Regions from separate parts of the Triticum aestivum genome. Here region 2 is linked to region 1. Evidence: chromatin contacts called from public Hi-C data. All regions are on one chromosome and are shown on one strand. Each heading gives the region's core, a stretch centred on a gene start, on an enhancer-like site or on the middle of the called end of the contact. The rest is flanking DNA. Distances are from core to core; before and after follow the strand shown.

What was found. Hi-C and Micro-C count contacts between places; a contact is called where the count stands out from the background.
Region 2: a contact with region 1 is called in a Hi-C map of leaf, with 4 times the contacts expected there. The contact joins the promoter of LOC123091200 here to the promoter of LOC123091198 in region 1. A contact is called at or near these places in 2 of 5 Hi-C or Micro-C datasets (both in leaf).

Annotation. Positions count from the first base shown.
Region 1 is chr4B:89,131,992-89,139,534 of IWGSC CS RefSeq v2.1, reverse strand. It overlaps LOC123091198 (probably inactive leucine-rich repeat receptor-like protein kinase At5g48380), which reads left to right and starts at 2,584. Exons shown (of 3, transcript XM_044512630.1): 1 at 2,584-2,904; 2 at 3,427-4,300; 3 at 4,713-6,150. The coding sequence starts at 3,482. The coding sequence ends at 5,714.
Region 2 is chr4B:89,448,245-89,455,787 of IWGSC CS RefSeq v2.1, reverse strand. It overlaps LOC123091200 (polygalacturonase), which reads right to left and starts at 2,528. Exons shown (of 4, transcript XM_044512631.1): 1 at 1,932-2,528; 2 at 1,558-1,847; 3 at 1,249-1,477; 4 at 834-1,156. The coding sequence starts at 2,513. The coding sequence ends at 905. It overlaps LOC123091201 (26S proteasome non-ATPase regulatory subunit 13 homolog B), which reads left to right and starts at 2,631. Exons shown (of 2, transcript XM_044512632.1): 1 at 2,631-3,216; 2 at 3,720-4,120. The coding sequence starts at 3,091. The coding sequence ends at 4,055.

The DNA of each region.
Region 1 (7,543 bases), core at 1,335-3,834:
ATGCAGCACGCGCGAGCAGCCGGTGCATGTCATATTTATTGCATTTTGGACACAAAATAAATTTCACACATCACAAAACAAAGATATGGCATATAATTTAAATCACAAACAAGTTGATGACCAAAAGTTCATGCCCACAAGTTCAAATTCATGCCCACAACATCATTCAACCAAGTTCAAAATACAAACCAAGTTCATGACACAAAAGAAAGGCATAACAATCAAGCCTCGTCCTTGTCTTCATCCTCATCTTCCTCCGATTCATCCGACTCCTCCGAAGACGATTCTTCCTCCTCCTCTTCATTGTTGCGCGCCGCATCCTCATCACATGAAGCTTGGAAGGCGTTGGCAAGATCTTCAACGGCATCTTCATGCGAAGGTGGCACATCGGTGCCCGGAGGTGCACCCATGCCTCCAATCAGAGACGCAAAACTCATGCCACCCATGCCGGCCATGCCGCCAGGAGGTGCTCTGAAGCCACCCATGCCTCCCATGATCTCCATGGTAGCTCCAAAGCCACCCATGGCACCCATGGAGCCCATGCTAGCTCCAAAGCCACCCATGGCACCCATGCCACACATGCCTCCCATGCCGCCAAGGCCACCGCCACCCATTGCGCGAATCATGGATCTTTTTTGGATCAAGGCTTCTTCACGAGCAAGATTGACATACTCCTTTTGCGCATCATTGAACATAGATGTGTCCAAGAAGAACAAGTGCTTCTCCCATTCCAACAATTTAGATCGCTCCTCCATGCCCACCTTCCTCTCCTCCAATGCCACTTTCCCCTCCTCGGCTGCCACCCTCCTCTCCTCGATCGCGGCATCTTGGTTCCTTGCCATCTTCCTCACCTCATTAGCTTCTTTTCTTGCGTTGACAATTGCTTGGATAGCATTTTTGAGCTCATCATCTCCTTTCCTCTTCTTTTCTTTTGCATCTTTCTTGGTGCCATCCGGTCGTTTTGGCTTCGAGTATGAAACCGAGGTTGGTGTGGGGCTTCTCTTGCCATCATCACTTGATGCATTCTCCTCCTCATCTTCCAAATCAATTATTCGCTTGCGTTTTTTTGCTCAAATCCAAATCATCAATATCTTCACGCTTCTTCCATTTCTCATCATCCTTCAGTACTTCATAGCAAATGGTCTTCCTTTCCTGATCTTCCCCTTCTTGGTCCTCTTCTCCTCTCCTTTGAACAAGTTTTGTGCAATATTTAACTACATGAAAACAAAACAAGTTAGCACAAGAAACACCAACAACAAGCATGATGAACATGAATGATGAAATGGCACTTACCCTATCTTCATCATTGGTGCCACTTGGGTTCAACTTGTCAACCGCCTTTTGTGCGGCCGCCCATTGTTGACAATCCTTGTTGATTGTCGACCACTGGGAGCGAAGAGATCATGCGGAGCGGTCAATTCCACTCACGTTGCGTAGATCAAAGTGTTCTTTCATCCGGAGCCAATAAGCATCTCTACTTTGATCACCTCCAACGGATGGATCCCTCGACACGTCCAACCAAGTTTTGCATAGCACGACGTCTTCGTCGTTGGTGTAGTTGCCTCCTCTTCCTTTCGGTGCGTCGACAATGCCCTCACCATCCTCGTCCACCTCGAACTCATGGTCTTCAAACTGCATGTCATTGGTTTGAGACCAATGCGAATTGTTGGAGCCAACACCCATAGTTGACATGTATGCATCATCGTTGACACTACAAAGTATGTAGAACAATGAAAATAAGCTATCTATATGTATGCATTCAAAAAATAACAACAACAAAAAAGTTGGCGAAATTTTATACCTTTCGGGCATTTCAACACATTGTGCGCGTCGGCCGCCGGTTCAACGAGTGAGCTCGCCGGCGCTTCGGTAGCCGCCGCGCCCGTCGTACGCCCTGCAAGCTTCTTCCTCGACTGCTTGGAGGAGCCGGAGCCGTCTGTCGCCTTGTTCTTCTTCGCGGAAACCTTGCCCTTCTTCGGTCGCGCCGCATTTGGCAACTTCGAGAGGGGGCATGTGGTACGGCGGGCGCCTGCGCGACGCCACCCGCCACCGAGGTCATTTGCGGCGGCATGAAGAGGCCGCGTGCGATGCCAGTGCTCGGAGGAACTCCGGCGGGGGCAAAGCCAAAGCTCACCGCGCTAGGGTTTGCGGCGGCGGTGGCGACGGCGGAGTGGTCGCGGCTGTAGGAAGGGGTGGGGGGTGCCAGCGGGGGCGTCCATCGGGCCAGTTCGCCGGCGACTGCGCATGCGGGGCGAAGGTGGCACGGCGGAGAGAGTGCGGCGCGAGCGCTCGAGTGTGCCACACGCGAAAGCGGGCGCATCAAATACACAGCACGCGATGGCGATTCGAACCGCATGCCCAACTCTATATGCCGTGCTCATGTTTATTGCGCGTCCGCTGGAGCCACTCTACCGCTTGCGCGCGCTAAAAAGGCCAAATTTGTAGCGCGACGCTCATTTTGCGCGGCTCTTGGAGATGCTCCAAGCTGTGAAATTTCCTCGTTCTCCTTCCGCTCACCGTTTAGTTGACCAGCATAGGTGGTCCAAATCCAGCGACCGACCAGTGGGCCCCAGTCTCAGGCTCCCTCAAAAAAAAAAACACTCCCGTCAGCATAGTCCAGTCCACGCTCCGGCTCCAGCCCCGAAACCTCGAACCACGCCACCGCCCCACTCCGACTCCGACCCCCAAACACGCTCGCCGACCGCGACCGGGAGGCGCCGGGATCCACGGAGAGCTCCACCGCCCCTGCTTGACCGGTCAGCGTGACGGCCGGCTGGCTGGCAACGAGGGCGAGGCTGCAGCGAGATCGACGATCGGCTCGGCTCTGCTGGGCTGGTCGCGACGGCGAGCTCGCGACACGGGATCGGTTGGCGGCCGCGACGCTAGTTACGGCGGGACGCCGAGGTAACCTTCATCCGCGCTCTCACCGTTTCCGGCCACTGCCAGCAACTCAGCTTCCATCCTCTGCTTTGCTGCCACCGGCCAAACGCCCCCGCACCGATTTCACTTTCCCTGATTTGTTTGCATGTTCTGTGCCGCGGGCAACCAAATCCGAGTCTCGCTGCAGTCCTCGGCTTCTGTCCGTTATATGGATCCGTGAGCGGCAAATTTGGTTTGCCAACGCGTTGTTTTGATCCAGATTCCTTTTATTCAGTTTTGCCATCCACTGATCTCCATGCAGTGTGCATCTTAATTAAGTAGGGCAAGTATTAATTATGATGTGCTCATTCGGATACATTAGTGCCAGGGCTCATTAGTTATCTTTTTTGGTTATAGTTTAATGCTTGTGCATTGCTAAAATCAGTATGCTCTGTTGGGATTTACTCCCTCCGTAAAGAAATATAAGAGCGTTTAGATCACTACTACATGTTTGGTTTACATATATCTTGCCAAGATTTTCATTGTTTGTCGCATGTTTCCTTTTAGGCACTGAGAAAGCTTCATGATAAACTCTGGACGTTGAAGTAGACAGCACGCTAGGATGGCCATTCGGTGTTTCTATGCTGCTCTGGTCCAAATCCTTCTCTGCCTTATGCTCTGTCAGCCATGCTATAGCACAGTGACTGACATCCAATGTCTGAAGAGGTTGAAGGCATCAGTTGATCCGAACAACAAGCTGCATTGGACATTTGATGACAACAAAGAAGGATCCATATGCAGTTTTAACGGCGTGGAGTGTTGGCATCCTAATGAAAACCGGATTCTTTCTCTTCGGCTTAGCAGCATGGATCTTAAGGGCCAATTCCCTGATGGACTCGAGAACTGTAGTAGCATGACTTCGCTGGATCTGTCAAGCAACAGCCTTTCCGGGCCAATCCCGGTTGACATCTCAAAACGGCTTCCATACATCACAAACCTTGATCTCTCGTATAATAGCTTCTCTGGGGAGATTCCAGAATCGCTAGCTAACTGCACTTATCTGAATGTTGTCAGTTTACAGAATAACAAGTTGACTGGAGCAATCCCAGGGCAGTTTGCTGGTCTTTCTCGCTTAACCGAGTTCAATGTTGCTAACAATAAATTATCAGGCCAGATCCCATCATCTCTAAGCAAATTCTCATCATCCAATTTCGCAAATCAAGACCTCTGTGGGAAACCTCTTAGCGGTGATTGCACTGCCTCTTCAAGCAGTCGTACAGGGGTGATTGCTGGTTCTGCTGTTGCTGGTGCAGTCATCACTTTAATCATTGTTGGTGTGATTTTATTCATTTTCTTGCGGAAAATGCCTGCCACAAAGAAGGAAAAGGACCTGGAAGAAAATAAGTGGGCGAAGTCTATCAAGGGAGCAAAAGGAGTGAAGGTATGCCCCCCCCCCCCCCCAACCTCCCCTGATCCTGAGATGCTATCTAGTTTTGTATTTATATTAAAAAAATGTTAGCCGTCCTTTGTTTCTAACTGACAAAATCTGTCGCGTCTTGCCCCAGAAAAAGATGTTTCATCTTTGTGAAGATTCAGAACTGGAGATACCAAATTATCAGTATCTATTCTAATCAGATTAACGTTTTTGCAAAATACAAAAGCAGAATATTCTTATACATATATCTTTTGCCTTGAAGAATAACCTGTATCATAGGAGTAGTATTTAACTAGAAGTATAGCTGTCAGCCATTTATTTTAAGCACCAGACGTATCGAAAACATGACTTATCAGCTTAGGCATACAAACTTTTGGTTGGCTATTGTCACATGTGTTTCTGTAAATTCTCATTACAGGTATCAATGTTTGAGAAATCAGTTTCAAAGATGAAATTGAATGATCTGATGACGGCAACAGGCGATTTTACCAAGGAAAACATTATTGGAACTGTTCATTCCGGAACTATGTACAAAGCTACACTTCCTGATGGTTCATTCCTTGCTATCAAGAGGCTGCAAGAAACTCAGCATTCAGAGAGCCAATTCACATCCGAGATGTCAACATTGGGAAGCGCTAGGCAACGCAACTTAGTTCCACTGTTAGGTTATTGTATTGCTAAGAAAGAGAGGCTCTTGGTGTACAAGTACATGCCCAAGGGTTCACTCTATGATCAACTACACCATGAAGGCAGTGATAGAGAGGCTCTGGAATGGCCAATGAGGCTAAAAATTGCCATTGGGGCTGGCAGAGGGTTGGCGTGGCTTCATCACAGTTGCAACCCCCGAATTCTTCACCGCAATATTAGCTCCAAGTGCATACTACTTGATGATGACTATGAGCCTAAGATTTCTGATTTTGGGTTGGCAAGGCTTATGAATCCAATTGACACCCACCTGAGCACATTCGTCAATGGCGAGTTCGGCGACTTGGGTTATGTAGCTCCTGAGTACACGCACACCCTTGTTGCCACGCCAAAAGGGGATGTCTATAGTTTTGGTGTAGTCTTACTTGAAATGGTCACCGGTGAAGAGCCCACACGTGTATCAAAGGCCCCAGAAAATTTCAAAGGGAGTTTGGTAGATTGGATAACATACCTATCAAACAACTCCATACTTCAAGATGCGGTGGACAAGTCCCTGATCGGAAAGAACAATGACGCCGAGCTGCTTCAAGTTCTGAAGGTCGCCTGTTCCTGCGTGCTTTCTGCTCCAAAGGAAAGACCTACAATGTTTGAGGTGTACCAGCTTCTGAGAGCTGTTGGGGAGAAATACCATTTTAGCGCTGCTGATGATGAACTGGCGCTCCGACCGCAGGATGCAGACTCTAAGAAGCTGGATGAGCTTATTGTGGCGAAATAGACGGGTCTGTATGGTACATTGATGCTCGGTGTTTGTTGTATCTTGTGAATGATCAGGTTGATATGATAGTAATGTACTATCTGGACTCCTTCAGTAGCGAAACTATCGGAAGCTCAATCAATGCTCATGGTCCTGGAAATAGCATGTTGTTGTAAGATGTGTATGACTTGTGATGTTCACGTTTCTGTACTTGCTCAGTCTGTAGTGCATCTTTGGGATTATGTAACTGGTGTGTGAGACGGACCACCTCACGTTTTTGTAGAAGTACGTAGTTTGCAGTGCTCAGTTTGATGTGCTCTTTAGCAAAAAAAAAAAATTCCTTATGGCCCTTGGAGATAGCATGATTGGACACATATTTTCTTCATTTTTGAGGAAGACACATGCAGCCTGAAACAATTAGCCTATAAACTTAAATGTTACTCCCTCTGTTCACTAACTTCTTTTATCTGAATCGGATGTGTATATACATGTTTTACTGTGTTTGTTCAGTCATTTCAGTCTGTATGTAGTCTATATTGTAATATCCAAAACATCTTATATTGGTGAACGGAGGAAGTAGCAAATTGGAACAACCATGTGTGGTATTAACATTAGGATTTTAGGAACAAGATATGTATGTGCCGTATTTGAGGTACGTAGTGCAGTTTTTCTAGAAGGAAAAAACAATTAGCAATTTTTTTAGGATAATTTTTTTTCAATTACTCCCTTATTTTCAGAATATTCGAAGTTCTAGATTTGTCCTAAGTTATACATATTTTAGTTTGATCAAGTCTATAGAAAATTTCAGGGGCTGACCCATGAATTATTGGTGAGAACTGGGCTCCAAAACTGGGGGCCCAACTAGTGAAAACGGAGCTTCAAAGCTGAAAAATAGTTGAACTTCAATGGAATGGAGAGAGTACCTTGGATGTAATTCTCTTCCCCATGAATTATCGACACAATGTGGGTAGCCAAAAAATATACATCTCGTTTGTTCAATATAAAAAGATTAATGGAAAATCAAAATCATAAGTCAAATTGATGACATCACACCATGTAAGGAGATTAGACTTGAAAGTTTGATCCAATCCGTATCTGAGTTTCAAAATAGGCCATTCACGGGCCTAACAACTCGATAAGAATGTGCAATAACACTGGCACACACCCCGCAAAAAAAGTGGCACACAATAAAGTGCGATAACTAACCACCGGAGGCGATGACCCCGCTCTAAGTCTAAACCAGTTAAATATGCCACTAGATAGGTGTTACTTGTGTATGTGTTGTTTTAGTAATACTTGTGTACGTGTTTGAACCAATGAATTTTGCGATGGTTCCAGCAAAACAAAACAAAAAAAATTGCCGGTGAGGCACGTCTCAGTTCCAGCAAAAGTGGATGCCGGTTCCAGCATGATTTTGTTCCGGCTACAAGCCCTATCACCATGTTGACCCCCCCCCCCCCCCCCCCCCCCCGCGCCCAGCGCCCAGACGTGTTGGGCTTAGGACCCCCTTGTCGGTTCCATCTTGGGCCACTTTGGCCGGCCCATGACGATCTACGAGGAGCACTCCGCCATGTGCCCCGTCAGTTGTAGCAGATTGTCCACCACATCGATTGTGACACCGCGGAGATGGATGTAGCAATTACCTTCGCCGGCCGTAGCAAAAGCCGACGCGGTTGCAGTAAAAAGAAGTCATCGCCGCTACATCGATTGTGACTCGCCGGGGATGGATATAGCAAATTGCCGCCGCTGTAGTGGCAAAAAGCAAACACGGTTGCAGCAAAAAAGTTGCAGCTCGCCTCCCTTCCCTTGCTTAGTTGAAGCTCACGGCCTCGCCGACTGCAACACCCGAC
Region 2 (7,543 bases), core at 1,279-3,778, 320 kb before region 1:
GTTCTCCCACCTTTTTGGCCGCCACCCCTTCCTCCTATATAAGTAGATCCATCTAGTAGCTTTTTCCTTGGGATTTGTTTAGTTAAAAGTTAGCCATTGCAACTTCGTGTACTTCGTTTGTGTCCAACGACCAGACCAAGACCGCTTACGGATCCCCACCTTTATTAATACTTCATATATATTCGCAATATTCAGATTGCTTTATTATATTCTTGCTTGTTCTTCGATTGCTTGCAGGAATAGACCTTCGTGGTCAGGTTGATCGTGCTCCGGCGTGGTCAATAACCTCTCGAAGTTGGTTTAGCGATTGGTAAGGCGCAACGTCGTGCACGTTTGTAGTCAGATCGTCAAAGTCATCTCTACCAAATCGATAGTTATCATCTCATCGAAAGATTGGGACACCCCGCCTCTATCAGGAAGGGTGAAGGGCGGTTGGATCTGGGTTCCCCCGTCGCCGCCAGGGAGGGCGACGCGGGGGACGGGTCTCTACGTAAGATCTCACGGACTGAGGTTTCGTTAAAGTCTCAGTTAACTTAGATTTAGCAATCCCGTTTGTGTATTTTACTTCAAAATTTGCCGACAGCGCCATGTTCATAAGTACTCCCTCCGGTCCTTTTTAGTCTGCATATAAGTTTTATTTGAAGTCAAAGTATCTCTACTTTGACCACACTTATAAAAAAAATTATCAACATTTACAATACCAAATCAATATTTATAAATTCAGTATGAAATGTAGTTTCATAGTATATATATTTGGTATTGTAGATATTGGTATTTTTTAATATAAATTTGGTCAAAGTTTGTTGAGTTTGAGTTGACACAAATCTTACGCGGAGTAAAAAGGACCTGAGAAAGTACATAGCGTATTGTATCCAACAATAATACTGTATTTTAATTCGTCATCTCACTTGTACAAAAACATTTCCCAGTCGGCCAGGCAACTCGGCGGAACAACCTGCCCATGCGCGACCCCATGCGCGTTCCTGCAGAGGGACTCGGCCGCTCGCCGCCTTTCCCCGTACCCCAGCCAAACGTTACGCGTGGTGATTCCGGTGCACGGCCGGCTCGGGCTGCAGTCGAACCGCACCGCCACCGGCGTGGCCGACGTCCCCTCGACGTTCGTGTATGACACGTTGGTGATCTTGATTCCCGAACCCTGAAAGTAATATAGCACACCGTGTCGGCACTCAGCAGAGCTCCCTGAAAATACAGTGTTGACAAGAGTGTGATGATGGACGGGTACGACACCTCGGTGGGGCAGCTGATGTTGCCGGGGCAGTAGTTCTGGTCGACGATGATCGGGTTCCGGACGTCCCTCATGACCACGTCCGAGAAAGCGACGCCGTCGACGAGCCCGCTGTTGGCCTTCGCCCACGACTTGATCCGCAGCCCGTTGGTCGTCCCGGCGAGCGTCACGGCCTTCACGGTGATGTTCCGCACGGCCACCTGCTCCGGCGTGTCTCCCAGGCTCCCAATACTGGCAATGGCACAGCACACGGAAGAGATTATTAGACACTTATCAGCAGTGGATGGACAGGGTTGGGCCTCGTCACTCGCCTGATGCCGTGCCCCGGGCCGCAAGTGACGCCCTGAATCCACACGTCCGACGAGCCCTCGACCATGGAGATGCAGTCGTCGCCGGTGCCGATGACAGCGTTCCGGATGGTGACGCCGCTTGACTGCTTGACGTGGATGCCGTCCGTGTTGGGGCTGTTCCCCGGCGCCGACACCACCGTGTCCACTATCGCCACGCCGGTGCTCGCCTGGACGGTGACGTGGATGCCCGCGCTGTTCAGGGACGTCAGGCCTTGGATCACCACGTTCCTCGACCGGTAGATCGTGAACGACTGCGACGGAGCATCCCCAAATCATTTGGGTTTATGGATTATCTCCCGGCTCATTCTTTTTCTGAAAGAAAAGCACGTACTGACCCTGGTGGCGGCGGGGCAAGAGGAGTCGCCGCCGGCTCTCCGGCACGCCCAGTAGGCCTGGCCCCTGCCGTCGAGCGTGCCGCCGACGACGGACACCCCGTCCACGTTCTGGAACACGATCCAGAGCTGCACGCCGGCGTACGGCACGGGCGCGAGCACCGTGCCCATGATGTTCACGGCCACCGCGCCTCTCCGGCACGGCCCGCTGAACCTCGCCCTGGAAACCAAGAACTCGCCTGCCGGCACGACCACCGCGGACGGGCCCTCGCCTTCCGCACCGCACGCCGCGGCCCACGCGCGGAGGAACGCCCCCGCGCAGTCCGTCCGGCCGTCGGCCACGGCGCCGTAGTCGACGACGCTGTAGGACGCCGCGGAAGCGAGCGACACGCACAGGTGGGCGAGGAGAGCAAGGCCGGCGCGCCGTCGTGGCGGCATCGGGCGGTAGCGTCTCGTGGGTCTGCGCGTGGCCGGAGATGCGTGTGTCCACAGTGCATCGGGCTCGTGACTTGCAACTTTGCAGGTTGTTGGTGGATTGGATGGATTGCTGGCAGCTTGGGAGTTGGGAGTTGTGTTAAGCAACATGGTTGATAGGTACGTGGCGTTTAGCTTCGAGCGTGCAGGACGAGTGTTTCGTGCCTTTGCAGTGTTTATGGAGTGATCACTTGTAAGATTGGGTCATGTGCACATGTTGCTACATTTGGCCATCTGTTCTTGTGCATCCAGAGCCTGGTATTCGGCGGTCCTTCTCCGCGCCATTGTCAACCATTGACGTGGAGAGCGCGGCTCATTGACGTGAAGCCTTGCCATCAAACCCTTTAACAGTCGCGCAAGGGGCGATCGCTGAGCCGTGCCACGTCGATGTATATACTGTCCCTGTGATTGGTTGGTGCGTAGTTACCATCCACCCCAGATAACACCTCCCCGCTAACCTCCATCTATTATCCTCACCACGAAGGCAGCCCACTCACGCGACCTCCCTCTCCCTCGTTTCCTCTCCCATCTAATCCGCCGCCATTAGCAGCGCCAGCCAGCGGGAGAGGAACTGGCTCTGCTCTCCCATGCAGCCACACCAGCTTCGTCGCCTGGAGGGAGGAGAAGATGGCGGTGGCGGCTTCGATCTATGATCTGCCTCGATGCGGGTCTCCTCCAGTGAGTGCCTATGCGGCGACGGCTACGGCGACAACGAGTGAAGGAGATGAAGTGGAGGCAACTCGAGGGCCTCCTAGGGGGCCTGGTCCAGTTCTCCCCCGCCGCCTCCTCTGCTCGATTTGGCCTCCAAAAAAAGGTGGGTAAGGCGACTCCCTTTGGCTGAAGCTAGCTGATAAACTCGCTGCTGCCAAGTCCCTTTTGGGTGTCTTGCACAAAACGGTCTGTCTTGCTTCAGTTCAGAGCAACGTCTTAATTCACTCTTTTGATTTGTTAATTATATATGTTACGACCTGCACTTTGTTATGTTATGCGACCTGTGATTCACGGGCCGTCTGATGATGATATTGAGCATTTTTCTCATGTATTACAAATATCATGAGTCTTATGATGAAGAGATGTCCAAGTAGCTGCATGTTTTTGGTTCAGTTCAGTAGCGCAAAAATCTGAAGAAGTATAATCATAATATTTTTGTTGTCTAATATAGTAATATGTCACAGATGTACATGTACCACATTTTCTGTTCTGAAAGTTTCATCATGATTTCTGAAATACTTGCATTACATTTGGTTGCTTTCTCGAGATATTGCTTTCCATGTCACGGGGCTTATCACCACTGTGTGGTCTTTTCCTTTTGTATAGGCAGGCGATGCTCTGATTCAGCCGTATACTCATTTCATCTCTGATTTTGAGAGCAAGATCAATCTTCTTAAATTTTCTCACTTCGCAGTAGTAGTTTCACTCCAGTATTCAGATAAAGATGCTGGTATAAGCTATCTCGAAGGCGTAATTTCAAAACTGCGTGATACCAAGGAATCACGGGTTGAAGAGCCCATTCTGTATTTGAAGATGCAGATTGCAAGTTTTCTTCTTGAGAAAGGGAATCAAAAGGAGTGTAAGAAACTGGTAGACGAGGGTAAAACCACTTTGGATAGCATGGGCGATGTTGATCCTTCAGTACTTTCGACCTATTATTAGTTATGTTCTCAGTACCATAAAGTGTGTCAAGACTATTCTGAATTTTATAAAAATGCTCTTCTATATCTTGCATACACAACAGTGGAGTCACTTTCAGAACCACTCAAACAGGTATTGTTGCTTGCCTGCTCTTTCGGCATGAAAAATTGGATTTGATGGTTGTTGTTTCCGATTTCCAATAATTACCTGCAGAACCTGGCATTTGACCTCTCACTTGCTGCTTTACTGTGTGACAACATATACAACTTCGGGGAGTTGCTTTCCCATCCAATTGTATGTCCTTATATACTTATAATTTATATGTACCTTTATCTTGTCTGGTTACACTTTACTACTTACTCCTTCCTTGCCATAATTCTTGTCATGGTTTGTTGTGGCGTGAGTGGGATTCGGTTCCACGCCAAATCAAGAAGTCTACTCCGGCTGATTAGACTAGCAGGTCCATCCATCCATGTACGCTTTTCCTTGTATGCCTGAATTTTTTCAAGGGATCGGTGGCAGCAAGATCCACGAGGAGCACGAGGCGGTGCATCAAGATGGGCAAATACGGTGTGGCAACGGGGTGGGCAAGAAGATGAGGGGATTGAGGCGAGGTGTCAGGACCCCGACTCAATGCCACATCGATATAGCGTGTAACACCTCATATCACTTTGCGGCCTCACGCACGGTATTCCCACGGGTGTCGCCTTACCTTTGCCCGGGACCGTTTGCGCCTTTTGGCACACGTATATGATAGTGTCGCTAGCATCCATATGATAAGGAGCCTGGGCTGACATGGCTAGTCGTGAACCCAAAGTGGCACAAACTTACAGGGACAGGCATCCATGACCCAGCATCGAACGTGTCGGTCATCAGCGAGTGAATCCAGGCTGTAGCACTGGGCTAGCAGGACTTCGGTGAACCGGGCTGTAGCTGGCTAACAGGACTCCGGAATTCACCGCGTGACATTTCCCCGAAGGGACAGACATAGGATAGAAGAAGGACACATGCCGGCCAGCCTAAGTGTTCCGGAGCAGTAGCAAGCTACTATGGAAACACTAGGAGACATTTCCCGGTATGAGAGGCTACTAAGGATAAACAACTAGATAGTCAGATCCCACACATACCAAGCATTTCAGTAACATACACACAATATGCTCGATATGTGCAAATACAACATGGCATCACAACATGACTCTACAACTCAAGTATTTTATTCAATAGGCTCCGAGGAGCGAGATATTACAATCATGGGTCTCATGACCCAACATTCAGAGCAAACAAGTCAAGCACAAGCGGAAACTTAACATGTCTGAGTACAGACATCTACAAATGAAAAGGCTGAGAAGCCTGACTATCTACCAGATCCTGCCGAGGGCACAAGATCATAGCTGAGGTAACAAGCTAAACGTCGAAGTCCACGCGGTACTACTAGCGAGACTGAAGTCTCTCTGCAAAAACATAAATTAAGCAACGTGAGTACAAATGTACCCAGCAAGACTTACATCAGATCTAACTACATATGCATCATTATCAACAAAGGGGATGGTGGGGTTTAACTGCAGCAAGCCAGCTTTGACTCGGTGGCTAACCTGAACTACGACTGAAAGTAACTCTTTTGAGGTGGCGCACACGAGTCCACATATTCACCATATCAATACACCACTATGGATCCGCTCCCGTCTCCCTACGAGAACGCCATCCATAGCACTCACGCTTATCTTGCGTATTTTAGAGTATCCACTTTCACTTGTCTATGAACTGTACAGGCAACCCAGAAGTCCTTTTCCGCGGACACGGCTATTCGAATAGATCATATTAACCCTGCAAGGGTGTACTTCTTCACACACGCTCTCACCACTTACCGCCGTTTACACGACATGTACTCGGCAACCTTCAAGCGGAAGCCCAGCGAGGGTGTCGGCCACGACCTGACTAACCACACAAGTCTCTCGTCCAGGTTTATCGCCTATTCGGGTTCCATCCGCAAGGAGATCCGGCCGGGGTGTCGCTCACGGCCCCAAACGATGTGTGCAGGGTTCCCAAGTCCACCATCCGGGTGCCACTTGGTACACCGGGCCACTGTGCCTAGTCTGTCCCAAGCCCACCTGTACCGGGTGCCACTTGGTAGACTACTAACACTACCTACAAACACCAAAAACTAGTTGCAACTCCTGGACAGAGATCATGCTAATTAATAAGTCGAGAGGGGTCGAGTTACCGGAACCCAATGTGTGGTAGTAACTGTTCATGGATCACAAACACAGAACTCAGTTCCTGAGGACGGCTGCAATGAGACAACCCACCATGTACTCCTACATGGCCTCTCACCGCTACCTTTACCAAATCGTGTTCACACACTTAGCTCTCAACAGTAGGACATGTTCACACACCTCCGGTTCATCCCCGATGAATCAGACCTGACTCAACTCTAAGCAGTAGCAGGCATGACAAACAAACATGGATGAGTAGGCACATCAGGGCTCAAACAACTCCTACTCATGCTAGTGGGTTTCATCTATTTACTGTGGCAATGACAGGTCATGCAAAGGATAAAGGGGTTCAGCTACCGCAGCAAATAACAGATGAATCAGTGTTGTCCTAATGCAGTAAAAGAGAGCAGGAGCGAGAGAGTGGGATTGTATCGGAATGAACAAGGGGGTTTTGCTTGCCTGGCACTTCTGAAGATAGCATTGAGTCTTCATCAGTGTCAACGATCACAACGTCGGAACATCGTCTACCGAGAGGGGACAGATACCGGCAACAGAGAAGAAATACAATCAATGCAATGCACAATATGATGCATGCTCATGACATGACAATATGAGTGTGTTGGCCTAATGCAACTACAACCAGATGGATTTGGGTCATATTGAGCCAAAGGTTCAACCCCAAATTCAAATTATGAATCCAAATAGTGCCTTATCATGTTTTGCACTAAATAGCAAGGTTAAGTTGTTTAAACATGCATGAAACCAGTGCAGATGGATAGATTGGATTTTTCTGATCATTTTTCATATATAATTTATTTCATTTGGGGTTACGGTTGAAATTATATGATTTTTAGAAGTTTTGTATATTTTCTGAAATAAATAAATCATTTTAGATTTATTTAAAATCCAGAAAACAGATTACTGCGTCAGCATGACGTCGGTGTGACGTCAGCAGGTCAACTGGGTCGGCCAGGTCAACCTTACCTGTGGGACCCACTGGTCAGTGACTCAGTTAACTAACTGAGATAATTAGTGCTAAACTAGCCCTAACTAAGCTGTCAGCAGTGCGGGGCCCACGTGTTAGTGGATCATCTAGTTAACTACTTAACTAACACTAATTAAAATAACACTAATTAAACAAGGCATGGGCCCACTCGTCAGCGAGAGAGAGGGGTCAAACCCCTGGGCAGACGGGGTCAAACCCCGCCGGTCAAAGCGGTCAACCCGCCGGCGTTTAACCGCCGGCGAGACCAGATGCGGCGGCGGGCTTCGGGTTTGGTCCTCCGTTGACCAAAT